2 separate regions of the Rattus norvegicus genome follow, and region 1 is linked to region 2. A link is a contact called in public Hi-C data. All regions are on one chromosome and are shown on one strand. Each heading gives the region's core, a stretch centred on a gene start, on an enhancer-like site or on the middle of the called end of the contact. The rest is flanking DNA. Distances are from core to core; before and after follow the strand shown. Region 1 overlaps Adcy9 (adenylate cyclase 9). Region 2 has its middle 48 kb from the start of Srl.

Region 1 (6,659 bases), core at 3,772-6,271, 150 kb after region 2:
TTGAAGACATACCTGATATCGGGTCAGAGAGCCAAGGAGTCCCACTGCAGCTGTGCAGAGGCCCTGCTTTCTGGCTTTGAGGTCATTGACGACTCACGGGTGTCCTCAGGCCCTAGGGGACAGGGGACAGCATCGCCAGGGAGTGTCAGTGACTTGGCGCAGACTGTCAAAACCTTTGATAACCTTAAGGTTAGTTTTTTTTTTTCCTCTCTCTCTCTCTTTCTCTCTTCTACGACTTTGTAGTAATCCTACAGTAGAAAACATGAACTAATCAATGCCCTAGGGCGCACGACTCAGGATGCCTTTCAATTTAGTTTTTATGGTTTAAGAATCTAGTATATTGGTCCCCAGCTCCGAAAAAAAGAACCAAAAAAAAAAAAAAAAGAATCTAGTATAAAGTTAGTTACTTTGCACATTTCTAATATCCTTGCCTTTTTTTTTTTTAACACTTTACACACCTCCATTTTCTCTCTGTTCTGCTTGAAGATATTTCTCAGCTTGGTTAATTTTTTTTTCTTTAGCCTGTGGTGTCTTTGGGGGCTTCTCAAAGATAACGACGACACCAGTAAACCTCCCTTACGTCATGTGTGCAGAGCTAGAATCCGTTTTATTTTGGAGACCACCTTAAATACTTTTGTTTTTTGAAATCCACAAGTAAATGATTACCTTTTCTGTTTTGTTGGGTTGGGTGTTGGTGTTTTGAGATGGGGTTTCTTTGCGCAGTCTTTGATATCCCGGAACTAGCTGCAGACCAGGCTGACCTCACACTGGCAGAGAGTCACGCATTGCCCTGTCATTTTGTGATTATATAATTGTGTTGTATGGGTGAATCTTGCAATCTAGTGCTATTAGAACAGTATTGGTGAGAATATTCTGATGTTTTGCTAGTGCGACAGAGATCTCCCGTGACAGTCTAGAAGTGCCTATGTCTGGACTGACGACAGGTCATTAAAAACTACTGAGGGACTAACATACTCAACCTCGGGTCTGAGAAGTTTTCCTCATTGTGTACTGTGTTTCCCATATCTATTGGGTTTAGTTTCCCAGTTGGGGCCTTTTGTTTGTTACTTTTACTTTATTTATTCATGCTCTGTGTCTCTGGCTCTGTGTGTGTGTGTGTGTGTGTGTGTGTGTGTGTGTTCATTGAGGCCAGAGGTCAGCCTCTGATGTCTCCCCTACCCGCCTCCCCCAACTCCTCCTTTAGAAACAGCCTCTCACCAGGACCTGGGACTCACCAATTAGACCCTGCTAACTGGTAGGCCAGTGTCCTGTCAGCCCCCTCAGCACTCAGAGTTTAAGTGTAGGTCACAGCCCCGGCTCTTCACGGGGAACTGAAATCAAACCCAGGCGCTTGAGTGTTCACTTGGAGCATCTTACTGATGGTGCTTTCCTTGCCCCTTCTGTTTATTCTCATGTTTAAATATTTGCTGTTTCCATTTTTAAAAAGAAAGCAAGATGCTTCTGATAGTTCTCTGCCCTTTGGAGCTCTCAGAGAACAAAATGGTGGGTGGTGGGCTATGGGAACAGCTGTTGTCTAGTGTGACTCACCCATGTTCATTAGCTTTCAAAGCTAGCTGCGTGTTTTAAGCTTGAGTGTTTCTGTAGGCTGGGTGGCTTATCATTCTAGCATCCAGGAGGCTGAAGCAGGAGGATTACTGTGAGTTTGAGAACAGTCTAAACTAGAGGGCAAGACCCTGTCTCCAAAATAAACAAACAGAAAATAAGCTAGCTTTGCAATGTGGCGGTCGTTTGACATGTCCATGTTATTTTACACGTGAAGGTTCTGAACCTCGGTGCCGGTTGTCTGATTACTTCTGGTCGCGCCGTGTCTAGGTTTATTGAAAGCTCACTTCCCATGTCACTCGTGTGCTTCGTTAATTTAAAGAACGTTCTTTACAGTTCTAACATTTCAGACCCAATAATCCTGAATATTGGGCTGTGCTGTGTATTTCCAGATGGTCAACCCCATCTCTGACCTCTGCCTACTAGTACCACATATCCCAGTTATGCTAATCCAAATGTCCCCATCATTGCCCAGTGTCACCTGGGCTACTACCATGGGCGACAGCTGAGGATGGTAGTGTTAGAGCCCTGTATATGCAGGGCAGTCAGAATATCTGATTTAAAGGGAGAATTAAAATAAAACAAAACAAAAAACAAACAAACAAAAAAAACCCACGGTTTTCCAAAAGTGTTCTTTGTGCGTGGGGAAAGATGGCTTCCCCTAGGCCTCAAACTGAGCCTTACTTAGTGGAGAAATAGAGCTCAAAACTCAAAATTAATGACTCGTATGTGTCTGCCTGCTGGGCATGCGTGGCTGGGTTCCCCTGGATACACCAGCAACTCTAGTGCCAGGGATTCTGGGCTAAAATGCCTTAAGACAGATCTCTCTTCTCTTGAAAAACTATGTTCTTGTAGTTGCAAACCTGTTTTGATCAGAAGGGTAAAAACTATTTATCATATTCTGTTGTCATGTTCACGTTTCCAAATGCATTTCCTGGAAGTGGAAGACAGGGTCTGTTGAGTTGACTGAATGGCCAGGACATTTGCGAGATAGGGGAAAGAAGGCCCTTGTGTCCCTTCCAGGAGGGAAGGATGAGTTAGCTCATAAGGTATAATGTCTGGGTTCTGGATGGGTGGTTTGGCCACGTGGTAAGGGTTCTTCAGACTAGATCCCAGAACACTGGTGTGGGTCGATTCCACATTTGGGGTATACAGCACATGAAGAGATAAAAGGCAGGCCACAGGGTGGAGTCGGTACTGCCAGGAGCCCTTCTTACAGTCCCATCTCCCCAGCACCAGAAGAGAGCAGGCATCCAGGCCTGAGAACTCAGTAGCATTGCATAACTGTGCGCCGATTCTACCCAGAGGGGTAGAACGCTGAGTCTGCATCCAAGACAGTGAGGATGATATCAGCCCTATTTAAGACCCATTCTTGAGCAGATTTTGTAAAGTGTCAGTTGTCTGCTCTGCGTTCTTTGTGCCAGTCTCCAGTCACCTGTCAGTCAGTGCCTTGAACTCATGACATTAGTAATGCTGTCTGCCCTAACGTGAGCTTTTCCACTGCTCTGGGATCCTGTGCAGAGTCTGTTTGCTTCCCCTTCAGCAAACTGCTTTTCCTGTGTCAGGGACCACTTTGTCCAAGAGAGTAAAGTCCTGGTGGATTTATGACTTGGTACCCTGAAGAGGCCTAGCATAGAGTGGTGTCTCTCAAAATATGTTCCCTTTTGCAATAGAGTCTCAGGATGAACCCAGGTTGAGATACAAAAGAAAGTCCGGTTGGCTTGTAAAATTCTGAGTCAACAACCCAGACAGGATTTCTCTAACCCCTGGGCTACCACACCAGCCATTGCTACCTGTTCTACAAACTGAGAAATCAGAGAGGCATTTGGGAGGAATCTTACCATCTAACCCAGAGAAACCTCACGCTCACAGTCCTCCTGCCTCAGTCCCCCAAGTACTGAGAGTACAGGTATGTGACAATGTTTTTGATCCTGTTTCCCACAATTATAAGTCAGAAGATATTTTTAAAGACATTTTGAAACCCACGAGATGGCTCACGAGGTAAAGGTGCTTGTCACCAAACCTGACAACCTAAGTTCAGTCCTCAGGACCCTCAAGGTGGCCCACACAGGTTGTTCTGATTTCCACATGCATGCCCCAGCATGCACACAGCATAAGGAAACAAAAGTGTAATAAAGCACGTATGTTAATTAAGTGGACAGACATGCATATGTCATTTGAGTGCTATTGGATGTATAGACATTTCCCAAAATACTATTTTTCTTATTTTGTTTTTCTGATGGAATTTTCCCACAACATAGTAACGTGGTCTACTAAAACTAATCTAGACTTTTTTTTTTCATTTTTCTTTCTCTTTTCTTTCTTTTTATAAGATAGTGTCTCATGCAGCCCAGGGCTATCTCAGAACTCCTGATCTCTCTGCCTATGCCTCTGGGATTATAAGACTGCACCACCGTGCTCAGCAGAATCTGATTAATCCTTCACCTGTGTGTGTGTGAGTGAGTGTGTGTGTGTGAATGTGTGTGTGTATGTATGTGTGTGAGTGTGTGTATGTGTGTGTATGTGTGAGTGTGTGTGTGAGTGTGTATGTATGTATGTGTGTGTGAGTGTGTGTATGTGTGAGTGTGTGTGAGTGTATGTGTGTGATGTGTGTATGTGCGTGTATGTGTGAGTGTGTGTGAGTGTGTGTGTGTGTGTGAGTGTGTGTATGTGTGTGTATGTGAGTGTGTGTGTATGTATGTGTGTGTATGTGTGAGTGTGTGTATGTGTGAGTGTGTGTGTATGTGTGTGAGTGTGTGTATGTGTGTGTGTGTGTGAGTGTGGGTGTATGTGTGTGTGTGTTGAATCAATCTTGGTTTTTAGGTTCAAAAGTCCTGTAGAGCTGAGGAATTAAATGAAAAGTTCAGAAATTACTGTTCTTTGATTCTATACGAGGTGACTTTGAAATCTTGTGTCTGAGTTTTAAAGTTGTTTATTCATGGCTTTGCCTCCAGTGTTCTTGAACTGTCTTGCTTCCTGTTCTCACAGATCTGTGGAGCCTTTCTCCTCTGTGATCATTGCCGCTCTGTTTTCCTGTAAGGATTCGTTTCTGTTCACTTCTGGTATTTTCTCAGCAGAAATCATCTGTTCTGAAAGTGTTAGTGTGTGTAGTTAGGGTCAAACGCTCTTCTGTTTGGGCTCATAGTTCCCTGGTGGCAGTCTAGCAGGGTGACTATATGTGAGCCCCTTATCTTGTCCGCCTCGGTTTCCTCTTGTATGAAATGGAACTTACTGTGCCTGTGTTGTGGGAGTTTCTGAGGAGCAAACATTGAGACATAAAGAGCTTCAGGGGGATTTCAGTGATTGTTGTTGTCATGCTTACCCCAGCCAGCCATGTCCAACGTGAGCCTCGTGGAGAGGCCTCTTCTAGTACCAGGACACAATGCTAAGTAGTCAGTGATCTGTAGACTAGACAGGCATACCCAGGGCTGATGTTTCCATCCCCCCGAGAGGCTTCCCTGGGGCAGTTATGGAAAGGGACAGGTGTTGACTTCACAATGATTTATCTTGCAAGAGCCTTGAGTAGAAACAAACAAAGAAGCCCAGCAACCCTGCTTTGTAGCTCTGTGCCAGGTATTCTGACCAGAATTAGGGGCATACGTTGAAACACACGAGAAACAAATGAAAATGGGTTCGTATGTATCAGAGGAATGGTTTTGGTTTTTCCTTCAAAGCCTGTGTCCATCAAGGGTGGAGGGGGGTGGTGAAATGTGCTCTCGGTGAGTTTCCAAGGACTCTCAGGTTACCCCGGCAACAGCCAGCAAACTCCTTGGCCTGTAAAGATGCCATTTAGGGGATGTTTGCTCCCTTTAGTGTGTCTGTGCCAGTAGAGCTACTCAGAAGAGCCAAGGTGGAAGTTACAGCGGGGAAGGTGGGTCATTTCAGGTGATCAGAGCCCAGCAGATCAAGGTGTCAGGATCATTTCCTTGTGACAGGAGAGGCAGCCAGAGTCAAGTCCCATGGTGGTCAGGGGCCAGGAGCTCTTGAGTCAAACCCCAGTGTCCACAAACCATCCTCTCTTCAGAAGGCTCATGCCTTTCCTTTGAGTTTGTATGTGCTTGTGTGTGTGTGTGTGTGTGTGTGTGTGTGTGTGTGTTATATGCAGATGCATACATATGTATGCAAATGTGTGTTCTTGTGTGTGCTTGTTTGACAGCCAGCGGAAGACATTGGTTGTCCTGCTCTAATCACTTTTTTCCCCGCTTCCCTTGAGACACTGAGGGTCTCCCTGGAGCACAGTGCTTTCTGGCTAGGCTGCCCGTCCAGCGATCTGGGCCTCAGTCCTCATGTTTGCACAGCAGTGGATTTTCTCAGCAGCAGCAGAGCCTCCAGAGTCTTGTACACGACCAGACAACTGTAAACCTATTGTCATTACCTCTAACTCATAGCTGTTGCCGTTTTGACAGTGAACTTACTATAACATGCCTGCCAGCCTTGCTCCACAGCGAGCCGTGCCTTCCAAGGTTCTTGTGCGGGTTGGAGGTGGGAGGTTCTTGGCATTGTGGAGATGCCAATAGCAGAAGGGGGAGAGAGATGGACGTTCTTGGTAAGCGGGGAAGGTTTCATGGCTGTGTCAGCTCATCGAAAACTTCAGATTCAAGTTAGGCCATAGAAATCGTCAAAGGAAAATCCTGTTGGGGCTGTAGAGAATGACGTGAAATACACACCATTGTATAGTAAAGGGCCCATGCTACACAGGGGCCTCCAGTCTGAATAGGGTGTTGAGACAGGGGAGTATCTCTCCCAGGGAAGGTAGATTTTTCTGAAAAAAAAAAATGAAATTTCATTTGTTCTAAACTTCTTTTTTTTTCCTTTTTTATTTTTTTTCGGAGCTGGGGACCGAACCCAGGGCCTTGCGTTTGCTAGGCAAGCACTCTACCACTGAGCTAAATCCCCAACCCCTGTTCTAAACTTCTAATCAAGAAAATCTCCCCAAAAGAAAGTGGCTGAGTGTCTTAGTCAGGGTTTCTATTCCTGCACAAACATCAGGACCAAGAAGCAAGTTGGGGAGGAAAGGGTTTATTCAGCTTACACTTCCACATTGCTGTTCATCACCAAAGGAAGTCAGGACTGGAACTCAAGCAGGTCAGGAAGCA
Region 2 (6,637 bases), core at 3,307-5,806:
AAGCCATCTTTCCAGCCCTGAGTATACTCATTTTCAAGTTTCTGGAGGATAATTTGGAAATTCATAAACATCTGCCCCTGTTTTAAATGTTTTCCGGGGCCTCTTTTGGTAAAGCACCTAGCCTCCTGGGTATGGAAGATAATTCAGTTTCTTGATAGTAGTATAGAGGCCAAGGCCTACTGTTGTACTATGGGAAACCCAAATAATTTTTTTCCCAGTAGAACCTTAGTTCATTATTCCCAATATCCAGGGCATCCCTTTTGAATAGGGTTCACTAGAAATGTCTACCCCCAGGTCCTTCACAGAAAGAGTGCAGATAATGGAACCAATTGGTTGGTGCCCTCTATTATACAGGCAGCTCTTGACCTCCATGGCTGGATGGAGTAAAGTGTGCTGGGATGGTAAGGATGGCCACCGTCCTCTGGCTGTTCCAGAAAGTGTCCATCCCTCTACAGGTGTGGGCATGTGTATTTTGAACATGTCTCAACTCCTCAAGCCAGTACAACCTACCACATTTCACAGTTTCTGGTCTCCTGATAAGAACAGGATTCCCTTAATTTGGAAGCTTTCTGCTCTGAGATCCTCCCAAGAGGTTTCATAACCCAGCATATGAACAAATTTGAAAGGGAAAGACATGGGCTCTGGGGAAGAGGTGGACGGTTGGAAGGAACCCAAAAGGGAGATCAGGGCCCATAAACCTAGGCCATAACCCATATAGTTATACCAGGAAGGGTGCCAGTCAGTGGCTGAGGCCAGTGGGTTCTCTGGCTTTGAGCATCTGATCCTAGGGCTGGACAAGTTGGCCATGTTCTCCCAGGCTCACCTTATGTAGGTCTGCTTTGAACAACTGGACAGCCTGCCCTGCTCACCTGCTGCAGCCTAGACAGCCTGCCCTGCTCACCCGCTGCAGCCTGGACAGCCTGCCCTGCTCACCTGCTGCAGCCTGGCCCCTCTCTCTCTCTTGCCTACGCCAGAAACACAGTTTTGCTCTGGAAGACGGAAGGCAAGCAACAAGGACTTTTTCAAAGAAAATACATGTAACAGGCTGAGTTCTCCCTCGAATTTGTCCTTTCCACAGCTCAGGGTTGCCACTATGGGCGTTGAGAAAGAAACAGAAAGTGGAGAAGGCAGAGCCAAAGGCCATTCCAAACATAGTCAGGAAAGGTGAGGATGGGAATGGAGAGAATTTTGTAAGGACATATGTACATGTCATCTAACATGTTACACACACATATACATATATGTACACATACACACATACACACACACACACCACATGGGATTCAAAAAAGCATTCAAATGAAGTCGGGGGGAACTGAGAAGCCAGTGAGATGTGTGCTTTTGTGGCCAAAACATGCCTAAGTATCTAGGACAGTGTTGGGCACAGCCCTTCATTAGTGTGCTACTGGAGTGAATGAATAGATGCTGGAGGAGAAGGTGACTCTGTGTGTGTGTGTGTGTGTGTGTGTGTGTGTGTATGTGAGATTGTGTGTGTGTGACTGTGTGCATGTGTGTGTGTGTGTGAAACTGTGTGCATGTGTGTGTGTGCATGTGTGACTCTGTGTGTGTGTGACTGTGTGTGTGTGTGTGTGTGTGTGTGTGTGTGTGTGTGTGTGTACCTGGATAGCCCACCTAGGATGGAAATCCAGGAAGAGGCATTCAATGAACAACTCTCTGTCAGCTCCTGGCTTTGCATGTGTGTCTTGGCCTTAGACATCTCACAGGTACTGGCCAATTCCCCTCAGTGACATGACACAAAGCCTGGGCTTCTCCTAATACAAAGACATTGTTCTCTAAAAGATCATCAAGGTGATGAGGAGGAGACAACAGAAAACAACCACAACAACAACTGATTAGTGGCCTAGAACTGTATGCAGTGTGATCAGCAGGTCTTGTCCTCCTGGTTGTCCAACCTGGTTGAGCCAGCTTGCCATCCTCACTATATTATTTTCTTCTTTTTCTTAAAAATAGATTTTTTTAAAAAAAGTATTTTTTTTATATGTAAGTCCATTGTAGCTGTCTTCAGACACACCAGAAGAGGGTATCAGATCCCATTACAGATGGTTGTGAGCCACCATGTGGTTGCTGGGATTTGAACTCAGGTCCTTTGGAAGAGCAGTCAGTGCTCTTAACCGCTGAGCCATCTCTCCAGGCCTTGAAAATAGATTTTTATACAATATATTCTGTTTATAGTTCCCCTCCCCCAACTCTTCCCAAATACTCAACCCACCCAAATACATACCTTTTCTTTCTCTCTCACATTAGAAAACAAATAAGAATCTAAAACAATAAGATAAAATAAAAACAGACAAGCAAGAATACGAGAAAACAAACAAACAGAAGAAAAAGAGTCAAAGAAAAAAATCTTAAGAAACACATACATTAGAAAAAGATCTTTTTGAGCTAGACTTTCATTATGTAGCCCAGGCTGACCTTGAACTTGCTTTGTAGCCTAGCCTGTTCTCAAACTCATGGTTCTCCCTGCCCCCAGCTTCCCAACTGGTGGGATTACAGGTGTGTGCTACCAGGCTTAACTCTACTATAGCCTATCACCACTGATGTGTGCTGACCTGGAGCCTTAACCCACGGTACATAGTATGTGTTTCTCATACACTAATAAAGGTGACTTTGAGCTTGGTGTGGTGGCTTGTGTCTGTAAGCCCAGCACTCAGGAGGCTATAGCTTGAGACTGTCTCAAACACACACACACACACACACACACACACACACACACACACACACAGCCCATAAGAAAAATAAAATTAAAAAGCAACAAACAAAAGATAATTTTTGTGAAGAGTGGGAACTATCTGCTATATTTCCATTAATTCTGGTGCTAGTGGCTTTCTCAGTACTATTTCAAAAGATTTGGAACTTTCAGATTCATAAGTTCTAATCTTGGGAAATGACTATGCACTGGGGATCCAAAGCATAGGAAGGGCAGTGATCAGGGAAGACCCCAGGAATAAGATGACATTTTTCCAAACCATATGATCAGGACAAAAGACTTTCTTGCCCACTTGTTTTTCTTTTTCTTTTTTTAAATTTATTTATTTAATGTATGCTGGCACACTGTATCTGTCTTCAGACACCAGAAGAGGGCATCAGATCTCTTTACAGATGGTTGTGAGCCACCATGTGGTTGCTGGGAATTGAACTCAGGACCTCTGGAAGAGCAGTCGGTGCTCCTAACCGCTGAGCCGTCTCTCCAGCCCCGCCCACTTGTTTTGAGATGCGGTCTTGTTATGCTGTCAGGCTGGTCTCGAATGCCTGGGATAAAGTGGTTTTCCCGCCTCAGTTCTCAAGTCTTTTTCCTTTTTCTCATTTGTAAAGAACCAATGAACTGACATCATTAAATTTTTGTTTGAACAGTAGTGTATTACTTTTGTTGAAAGGGGTATTTCCATAAAATCAGGACTCTTCTCTAGAATACCAGCAACGGAGACCAGCTTCGTAGGGGGAGAGCAACTTCAGCTATTCTTTGATGACTGGACAGGATTGTAGGACGAGATCCTGGGGAAGGTGAGGGTTTGTACTCACAGCAAGGTGAACGCTTCTGTGGCAGAGATGTATAAAGGACAGATCAATCAAGGAGAGGAAACTGGGCTTTAAATGAAATAGACCAGGGAGTCTAGGCCACTTAAAGTTCTTGGGCAGAGAACAGCATGAAAAAACAGAAGATCCAGCAGGAGTTTCCTGCTTGCTCCTGGACCTGTTGGTTAGGATGTATTGGAGTCTGTTTTCTCTTAACTCTGTCCCACTCCTAACAACTAAGGACCTGGAGGAAAAGCTCAGTCCATCAACCTGACTCTGTATGCCCGGGCTGCACCTTGTTTCCACGTAGGCACTAAGGAAGCCCAATCCAGACCGGTCTCTGGTTCCCTGTGACATTTTGGGATAGTCCACCTCACGAAGCCAGCTAACAGGGGGCAGTGTGTGCGAAGGCAAGGGTGTAATGAATGTGTTCCTGCCCCTGCGTCCCTGTGAAAACACAGGACTGCTATTGGTCCTCCACCTCCCGATTCTGCACGGTCACAGATGGACAGGGCAGGGAGAGATGCACTTGTGGAACGCACGGGTTGCAGTTGGCATCCTTTCTGTAGCTAAAGCTGGTTCCTCTAAAACAGCCAGAGACTCTGTGGCTGTACCTGGCCTTGGCCATCTTCCCAGGTTCGCCTCCTGATCTTAATGAGGAAGGTGAGGCCAGTTCTGAACCCGGGTCCTGAAGGTGGGGGGAAGTAGGGCTCCTCATGAACGTGGCTAGTCTCTCAAGCCAGGCTTCTTTCACTCATTGTCTTCCTGATGTGGGGCTCACCACCTACGGGGCAGTCACTCGGCCCTGGCCCTACAGGCATCAGCCACAGAGCAGGTTGCAAGCTAAACACTACGCGCAGGAAACAAAGTTCACAAGGCAGCAGTCTTGGTGCGCATGCGCACAGCCGCATTTGCTCCGTCGCGCCCCCTAGCGGCTAACTCTTGACACTGCCCGTGCTGACAGAGCGCGTGCGCAGACGTGGAAGCGGGTTGCGGAGCTTCCTGGAGGCTCCACTGAGTCTCGGGTAGGCGGGAACTGGGCGTTCGGTTGCAAGATCCCTTCAACTCCCTCGTGTCCGAGCCCGAGCTTTGTCTTGTATCCGAGATCTAGTGGACGCGAGGTAGTTGCACGCCAGCCCCGCAGGTCCCAGACATCCCCGGGAAGCGTCCTTCCAGGCGGTCACCCTCACCCTCCAGCCAGGGGACACCTAGGAGCCCGAAGCCGGCCCAGTTACCCAGGGGACAAGGCTGTGTCCTGAAGGCCGTTGTTGGTGAGGCTCTACCCTTCGGAAGCTGTGGTACTGACTACTTTGAAGCCCTGAGGGGACCTGCAGAGTTCTGATTCAGGACCCACAGAGGCCTTGTGCTGTGGAAAGTACATCACAGAGAATTTGGTGCTTGCTGTTTTTAGAGGGCTATTTTCTCCTGGGCCAGCCCCCAGCAAAAACAGGAAGTGAGGCTTTTAAGAGATGATCCTAGGAGCTTGAAATTTAAGCTGACCTCCTCTGTCTGTAGCCACAAAGCTGTAGCCTAGAGTGGTGGCTCATGTCTTTAATCCCAGCACTTGAGAGGCAGGTGGTGAGTACGGGCCAGCCTGGTCTACAAAGCAGACCCTACAGAGAAGCCCCATCTCAAAAAGGTAAACCAAACCAAAATCAGAAAAGCGTCCACTGACCCTGCGTCCAGTACGCTGACTTTAGTATGGGGGCGGGGGGATACTTCCCCTTCCCCCACCCCCCAGTGAGAGAGATGAAAATGGCAGCTATAGGATACCAGGGGTAATATTGTGGTTGGCTGTCCTCCAAATCATCAATTTTAGGAGCTGAAAGGACTTAAGAGATTCTGTAGTAGTTTCCTCAAGAAGCCACCGCTGGCTGTGGTAGCCCATGCCTTTAGCCGTAGAATTAAAGGAAGAGAAGGCAGAATCAGGCCGAGTTTTGTGAGTTTGAGGCCAGTCAGTATACATAGGGAGTTCCAAGACAGGTTGACTACATAGAGACCCCGTTTCAAAATAAATAGGTAAAGAAACCAAAAACAAATTAAAGAGCCATAAGCCTTGGAATATAGGCAGAGTCCTTGATTACCAGGTGTGAGGCTCCCTCCCCTACAGACGTCCTGGTCAGAAAATAAAATTATTAGACTCTGTTTGGAACAAGCCCCGTGACAGGGATCTGAATTCAGAGCAACATGTATCTTCCATCAGGGTTCAGGGTAAGCTCATTCAGTGCTAGAAGGCAGGAATCTCCCCAGCATGAGACAAGTGTGGCTTCCCTGTGCAAGTCTGTGGAGAACCAGACAGACACATTACATGTGGCAGGGCTCACCAAAGGATTTTCGCTTGTCTTGGGACTTGTCTTGGAGCAGCCACAGGACATCTGCATGAAGAAGCCCCATGGGGATTGGCATCTCCCCTAATGGCTTGAATAGGCTATCTTTAGGTTAAAAGAGCAGGCTTGGGAATCTGAAAAAGTATCCTGGATTTCTGTTTGGTTTCCCTAGTGTCAGAGAGCTTTGGGAATTAAAAAACCCTTCTGTCTGGAGCCATCTTTACCCACCTCCTGATTCCTGAGATCCTCCACAGTCTGGGCAGGGACCCAGGGTGCTGTCTCTCCTACTCCATGTTCCACCCACAAGCTCAGTTCTGCTAATTGCACTTCTGGTGCTGCTGGAGGAACACTGAGTTCTCCAGGGATAAGCAGCAACCAGTCTGGTGGGTAGTTTCACCAGCACCCCTAAAATGGGGTGCTGTGGAGTCGAGAGTTTTAAAATCATGGAGCTCTTCCTCCCAGGCTTCTTCTTTCCTAGAGGCTTCGTTAACCCTTCCCCTACCCAATCTAAGCCCCTCACCAGAGGAAGTTACAGAGTTTGTGTGCTATAAGCCTCACACTGCACTTGCATAGCAGTCCATTATGCAGAAAGTTGGGTCTTTGTTTAGAGAACTTGAAACATATTTATACTTAAACGTTTCTATTTATTGTCTGTATCTGTGTGCATATACGTGCAGATACACTCAGAAGAGGGTGTCGGGTCCTTCAGAGATGGAATTACAGGAGCTGGGAGCTGCTCAGCAGGAGCTTTAACTGCTCCTGACTGCTAAGCCATC

What was found. Hi-C and Micro-C count contacts between places; a contact is called where the count stands out from the background.
Region 1: a contact with region 2 is called in a Hi-C map of liver, with 5 times the contacts expected there. The contact joins two enhancer-like sites. A contact is called at or near these places in 12 of 12 Hi-C or Micro-C datasets (the A7r5 cell line, the Rat2 cell line, Schwann cells and 7 more) and 1 of 1 datasets of contacts at active chromatin or transcription factors (oligodendrocytes).

Annotation. Positions count from the first base shown.
Region 1 is chr10:11,729,335-11,735,993 of GRCr8, forward strand. Adcy9 (adenylate cyclase 9) reads left to right here. Exons shown (of 11, transcript NM_001371690.1): 3 at 1-189. Among named protein-coding and RNA genes, the nearest start is that of Adcy9, 87 kb to the left of the region's middle. Within about 2 kb of position 5,022, at least 2 of the 93 cell types and tissues checked have an H3K27ac peak or open chromatin away from gene starts, as enhancers often do.
Region 2 is chr10:11,584,790-11,591,426 of GRCr8, forward strand. No RefSeq gene overlaps it. Among named protein-coding and RNA genes, the nearest start is that of Srl, 48 kb to the left of the region's middle. Within about 2 kb of position 4,557, at least 69 of the 93 cell types and tissues checked have an H3K27ac peak or open chromatin away from gene starts, as enhancers often do.